Regions from separate parts of the Danio rerio genome. Here region 2 is linked to region 1. Evidence: chromatin contacts called from public Micro-C data. All regions are on one chromosome and are shown on one strand. The core of a region is the stretch at or near the end of the contact, and the rest is flanking DNA. Distances in the headings are between cores, read along the strand shown.

The links. A called contact is a pair of places that touch in the nucleus more often than the background predicts.
Region 2: a contact with region 1 is called in a Micro-C map of caudal fin, with 5 times the contacts expected there. The contact joins two enhancer-like sites. A contact is called at or near these places in 3 of 18 Hi-C or Micro-C datasets (caudal fin, embryo and hematopoietic stem cells).

What each region holds. Positions count from the first base shown.
Region 1 is chr18:14,595,160-14,598,813 of GRCz12tu, reverse strand. cmip (c-Maf inducing protein) reads left to right here. Exons shown (of 21, transcript XM_073929910.1): 16 at 1,867-2,007; 17 at 2,209-2,256. Among named protein-coding and RNA genes, the nearest start is that of si:ch211-260p9.3, 36 kb to the right of the region's middle. Within about 2 kb of position 2,048, at least 3 of the 62 cell types and tissues checked have an H3K27ac peak or open chromatin away from gene starts, as enhancers often do.
Region 2 is chr18:14,656,292-14,659,945 of GRCz12tu, reverse strand. It overlaps gan (gigaxonin), which reads left to right. Exons shown (of 12, transcript XM_073929911.1): 12 at 1-3,654. Among named protein-coding and RNA genes, the nearest start is that of cmip, 18 kb to the right of the region's middle. Within about 2 kb of position 1,360, at least 6 of the 62 cell types and tissues checked have an H3K27ac peak or open chromatin away from gene starts, as enhancers often do.

The DNA of each region.
Region 1 (3,654 bases), core at 799-3,298:
GCCACTAGTTTTGCTAGTCTTATGCCAAATTCAAAGTGCACAATTTTCAAAGTAGTTGTGTCACAGATGTTTTCAAACTGCATGGCCCCTAGCCCTCTGGTCACGCCCGCTACGCCACTGTCGCCAATGTTATTTTCAATCACACATACCGCATGATTTCAATCACTGATAGCCCCAGATTATATTTTTCTCACAGGCGTTAAAGACTCATAAGCGATTCGTCTTTGATAGTTGTGTGATTTGTTACTCATGTGAGCGAGTTCCGAGTTGCCTGTGATTTCAGGCATATATGTCTGTGATTTCTTAAAACCTGTCGGCGAGTCAAAATCAGGGCTAAAATCATTCAGTCTAAACTCTGCATTAGCCTAAAAGGACACATCCAGAATCACCCACAGTCTAGTCAGACCATGACTATTGCATAAAAAAACTGAAAATTAAATAATATGTGTAATTACATACAGAAATTATATCTGCTCATTTATTCCATGTTTTCTCAATTTTTTTTTTGCATTTTTTCCACTTCATTAGCCATTTTATCTTCTATAACTTGTTTTAGTGGGCCTTGATCAGCAAATAAACATAATAAAAGGTAGCCAATTAATTAACATTTTGCTAAAGCCTAAAATACACCTCAGTTTTTCATATTTTCCACAGATTTTGTGGCATTTTAGGCCCGTTTACACTAATACGTTTTAGTTTGAAAAAGCTTTGCTACGGTTACGCCATTTGTCCACACTAAACTATGGAGTTTTCGAGCGCCAAAAATTCAAGTGGTGCTCGCTGCAGAGCCATTTGAGGAGAGCTGAGCTCCAGCGAGGGGGAGCTTAAGCTTGAGCTCCACCTTTTTTGAACTTCTTCTACGAGTGATGTCACTGGGGGTAGGGTTAGGGGTGGGGTTGGTGTACGCATTAAAACAGCTTACAGGAGGAGGAGCGACAGCTCATGCTCCCACTCGCTGGAGCTCAGCTCTCCTCAAATGGCTCTGCAACGAGCACCCTCTCCAAAAATTGAACTTTTTGATATAGAAAACACACTCGGAAACAATGGAAAACAAAATCTTTAAAGGAAACAGTGTACTTTATAACATAATTTTCAGCCTATTTTCATTTTGATAATAATTTAACAGACACTAAAAATTTTGAGGCGTCATGTAGCTTCATATTTATATGATCATCATTTTCACTGTATGCATAACAAAATGGAGCCTGTAACATATAGGCCTCCTTTCATTTTCATTGAAAATGCGAAACATAGGCCTACCTTCTCTTTTGCTGAATATTAGTTTTAATAATCAATGCTGATCATTATAAAACCATAACGTACAATAATCTTATACAATATAGTAAATAAATGCAAGCAATCAGTCAAATGTGCAGAATAAGTGTATGCGGTTACATTACAAGCACCGAAGAATTTTTTGAGTGCATGTTTTAGGGCCTTAAAAGGCAAACATTTGAAAAAGATATTGTTCTCGAATCTGAATAAACTATACAAATTCTGTGAAAGTAGCAAGACATGAAGATAGATGTTATGTGCTCGGTGTATAGGCTTGTGAGCACTTTACAGTAATGCTTATTTGGCACTATTATGAATGTCACAATAACTTTGATATCATTTCGACTATTATTAATGTCACAGTAACTTTATAAATGTAACTAACCTTTTTTAACCATTTTTGAGGAATTTACATGCAACAAACTGCGTGTTGTTGAATAAAATCGACAGTTTTAGCAATTTAGAATAGTCCCACAGAGTCCATTAATACAGTATATGTGTAATATTATCTACAGTATGTGTTGAAAATTAAGTCCTGGTGACCTTGCACATAGGACACAACATTCATCCTTGTGTGTGTATGTTGTGCAGATCTTGTGTTTGATGCTGGAGTATAACATCATCGAGAACAAGGACACCCAGCTTCAGATCATCTCCACCCTAGAGAGTACCCAGGTCGGCTTGCGCATGTACGAGCAGCTGTGCGACAGACAGAGGGAGCTTAAAGAACTGGTGAGCGTGCAAATGGAGACTTCGATAAGACCACGCACAGCCACTGCTGGCGTCACAGTCTGAGATCAGACTCTTAGTTAAAAGCGGTGCTCCCATTAACACAGAAAGACACAAGTGACCCATTTACAAACTTTCTAGTTTTACTCTTGTAACTCACAAGCTCCACCTGCTGTTTAAATGAATCTCTATTTCTCTGTTTAGCAAAGAAAAGGAGGACCTACTCGACTCACTCTGCCCTCAAAATCTACGGTGAGTCTGTGTTTGTGGAAACTGCAATGTGTATTTGTGGATGTTGTTGTTTTCCTTGTGAAACCATAAAGGGCTGGGTGATTTTACAAAAATCTCCTCACATATAAGTCAATTTATATCCTGATAACGATATATATCATTATATGGTACCATTTGTATATATATATATATATATATATATATATATATATATATATATATATATATATATATATATATATATATACATTTGAAGTCAGTATTATTAGCCCCCCTTTGATTTTTAAAAAAATATATTTTCCTAATGATGTTTAACAGATTCAGGAAATTTTCACAGTATGTCTGATAATATTTTTTCTTCTGGAGAAAGTCTGATTTGTTTTATTTTGGCTAGAATAAAAGCAGTTATTTTTTTATTAAAATTATTATGTTTAGAAATGTGTTGAAGAAATCAGTGAAACAGAAATTGGGGAAAAATAAACGGGGGGGGGGGGGGGTGAATAATTCTGACTTCAAATGTATGTTTACGTGTACGTATATGTAGAAAATGTCATACATTTCTAAAACAATATTTTAGCCCTTAAAAAGTCTTAAATTTACTGATATGTTGTCTAGTAGGTCTTAAATTATTTTTAACTGGTCTAAATTTTTCTCTGTCCAAATAAACAGGCCGAAATCCATTGAATCATCAACAATCCATCTCAATAAAACTTTTTTTTATATTTAAGTTTTTATTTTTATTGCAAAAAGATCCAATTTACAATAGCTATTTGACTTTTTTTTTACAGCATTTTCTCTAAATTGAATTTTCTTATCAGGGAAAGAAACCTTAAAACTATTACACAATTCCTTATTATAATAACAGAGCCACTTATCACTTTGCGTGATACATTATACTCGGTCAATTTGGACCAAAAGTTAACAAATGTATATTTTTGATCATTTATGTCATTGTCTCCATAATAAATATACTTTTAACAATGTTAAATTTGTTATAAAAGAAAGTGTTTACAACTAGAGTTTTCTTGTTTTGACACATTAAAATATGTTGCTAAGAAATAATTACATTAGATTTATTTATTTTTGGCAACCAACCGGGCAAATAGAAATAATTATTATTGTTTAGCCCTGTATAAGTCTAAAATTTTATTTATAATGGTCTTAAAAGGGTCTTTAAAAGTCTTAAGTTTGACTTGATTAAACCTGCGGAAACCCTAATAAAGGACTGTTTCTTTTTTGTTTTACATTTTAAAGTATATACTCAGAAATATACTTACTTTATTTAAAAAATATAAAAAAAAAAACTTAAAAAAAAAATTATCATTACAGGTCCAACATAAATAAATAAATATATAAATAAATATATAAATAAAATAGATTACTGGCAAGACGTCTTATTCTCTTTAAGTGTTAAAAATC
Region 2 (3,654 bases), core at 111-2,610, 62 kb before region 1:
GTGGCAGAAGGTAGATTTTTCAGATAAATCATCTGTTGAACTGCATAGTATCGGAACCCGCATGGACCCAAAATTCTCACACAAATCAGTCAAGTTTGGTGAAGGAAAAATCATGGTTTGGGGTTACATTCAGTATGGGGATGTGTGAGAGATCTGCAGAGTAGATGGCAAGATCAACAGCTTGAGGTATCAAGACATTTGTTCTGCCCATTACATTACAAACCACAGCAAAGAAGGTCAAAGTGCTTCAAGATTGGCCAGCCTAGTCAACAGACATGAACATTATTGAGCATTCCTGGGGTAAGATGGAGGAGGCAAAGAATCCAAGATGAATTCAAAGAATCTTGATGAACTCTAGGAGTCCTGCAAGAATGCTTTCTTTGCCATTCCAGATGACTTTATTATAAGATATTAAGTTATTGCAGAGATTTATGGATACAGTCCATACGCAATATTAATTTTTTTTGTCCACTGCACCATGACTTTATATTCAAAACTGTACATTATTTCTTTTAAGTGACAAGACTTTTGTCCAAGCAAAGTCAGACCTTACTGTCCTAATTAAATAATTAAATATCAAGGCATGATCACATTTTATTTTGGTAAAATAAGCGTAATCTAGAGGCCTTTGCCTTTCATATAAGCCACTTCATTCCAAATGATCACCTAGAAGTCAAGTTATTATTTGTTGTTCCTAAAACTTGGATAGCCGACAAGACTTTTGTCAGGTAGTGTATATATATAATTTTTTACACATAAAATAAAACGTGGAATTGTACATGTTTGCCTGATGCCTTTTTTTATATCCCATTCTTATTAACGTTTCCATTATAAATTGTAATCTTAATTAACTTTATCATTAAGCAAATTCTGCCTTACAACGTGCAAGTATCATTACTTTGTTTTAAAAAAAGCTCCTTATGTTTCATTTATGCAAAAAAAAATGCTGTTAAAAATCCAGCTATAGGATTATTTGTATTGAACATGAGTATTTTATTTCAAAGAGTGTTTTTAAGGTGAACATGATATAAATAAGCACTTTTAGTGTTAAGTTTGTTTAATAAATGTTAAGCATCTTAAAAGTTAGCCCTTAGTTAAATAGGAAAAAGCAAGATATTTGGAGCTACAAGGGCAAGAATATAACAAGTTTACATTTTTACCTTTTCTGTAGGTGTTATATTGTCAAACTGAAAATAGGCAGCGGTGGATATTTGCATATTTGACGTGTCTGCCTGTCTGAACTGATTCAATTTTGCTGTTGGTCTTGTATCCAGGGACTCAAAACACCACAGCATGTCAGAAATAGCTGCAAGTCGCTGGTCTCACCCTTACGCGGCGAGATGTATTTTGTGAATGACCTCTGAACTGGCTTTCCTGTCAGTGTGGACGGTTTTGGCATCTGGTGACCCCATTTGTTCTGTGCATGATTCAGCTGCTGCTGTCTGTTCTAATTGAAGCGATGAACATTGCATATTCACTACCGTGGAAATGCACACCAATAGCAGGAAGAAATACACTACCCGGTCAAAGGTTTGGGATCAGTTTATATTGTTTAAAAGACGGCTATTCTGCTCACCAATGTTGCATTTATTTGGCCAAAAACACAGTAAAAAATTGGGAAATATTAGAAATGAAATATATATTGCATGTAGTTTAAAATAATATATATTCCTATGATTTAAAAGCTAGATTTTCAGAACTCTTACTACAGTTTAGAGTCACGTGATCTTTCTGATTTGATGATCTGCTGCTCAATTATTATTATTATTATTACAAGTGGTGAAAACTGTTGCGCTGCTTCTTTTTTTTTGTGGAAACTAACATTACTACTCAAAAGTAAGATTAAAAATATAACAAATTAAATTGTTCAATACATTTTAATAGAATTGTTTCATGAATGAAAATAAAGATATTTATAATGTTACATAATTATGAAATAATTAATTAGTGCTGTTATTTTTAGCTTTCTTTTCATTAAAAATATCTTAAAAAGTAGGGCCACATGTTTATTGAAATTATCAAAATATGTACAGTATATCACAATAAACATGATTGCAATATCACAATAAATTAGTGATTTAATACAGGAGTATCCTATGCCATTGATATCCTAAAAAGTAGGGCTGTGCAATATATCAAAATTATTGAAATAATGCAAATGTGCCTATTACGATATACATTTTGCAATGGTTTGCGATAAATTTGTGATTTAATACATGAATATCTTTGTGTGTCTTTGATATATTAAAAAGTATAGCTGAACAATATATCGAAATAATCGCAAATGTGAGTATCCTTGTGTGTCATTTGATATCCTAAATTGCACAATGTATCAAAATTTTTAAAATATCGCAAATGTACTTATCACGATATAACTACCGCAATGCTTTGCGAAAAATGGTGATTCAATGAGTATCTTTCGTCTAAAAAGTATGGCTGAACAATATTTCGAAATATCGCAAATGTACTTATTACGATATTCATATCGCAATGATTTCCGCTGAATTTGTTTTTTAATAGAAGAATTTCTTTGTGTCATTGTCATTGATATCCTAAAAAATATGGTTGAAAAATATATCAAAATGTTTTAAATGTGCTTATCACGAATATCGCAAAACTCTTGCGTTAAATCTCAAATTTATCGCAAATCATTTTAACGTGATTTAACTTGAGAGTATCTCTGAGTGCCATTGGTATCCTAAAAGTTTGGGCTGCGAAATGATCGAAATATAACAAATGTTCATGTCGCTGTGGTTTGCGATTTTTAAATTCGCTAAAAAAAAATTTCTTTTTTTAAAAATCTGTAACAGTTTTAAAATGGATGCTGAAATATGATCAAGCGATGTTAAGAAAACAATAAGTCTGCAAAGAATTAAGAGATTTTTATTTATTTATATATGTTGGTATACATAGTTACAATGCCTGATCTGTTTCATCTTCTAGAAGATTGTAGTTATGCTTTCTTTTTCTTCAAATATTATGAAACGTATGTTGGTTATAACATTCTTTAAAGTAATAATAATAATAATAATAATTTCTTACATTTATGTTGCACTTTTCTGGACACTCAAAGAGCTTTACATATTTTTGGGTGGACTCCCATATTGCACCAGAGCAGCCATATTGCACCAGACCGCACACCAGCTGATTGGTGGAGAGGAGAGAATGTGATGAAGACAGTGTGTTGTTATCATATGGGTATGTTAGATGGCCATAATGGACAGGACAGTGGGCAAATTTGGTCAGGATGCCGGAGTTAAACCCATACTCCTTTTCGAAGGACATCCTGGGCTTTTTAATGACCACAGAGAGTCAGGACCGCAGTTCAACGTCTCATTTGAAAGACGAGACGCTGAAGGACACTGAGCAGTTTAGACTCCTTTTCACTATACTGGGGCGCTAAGACCTACACAGACAGCAGGTTGAGCGCCCCCTGCTGGTCTCACTAACACCACCTCCAGCAGCAACCTAGCTTTCATATATATTCTCCCATCCAGGTACTGACCAGGCACAGCCCTGCTTAGCTTCCGTGGGCGACCATGTGAGAGTTGCAGAGAGCTAGCTGATGGCTAAAAATATCATATCGCATATCGAATATCGCTATACATTTAACATCCTAAAGCATATCACTTTTTTTTCAATATCGTACAGTCC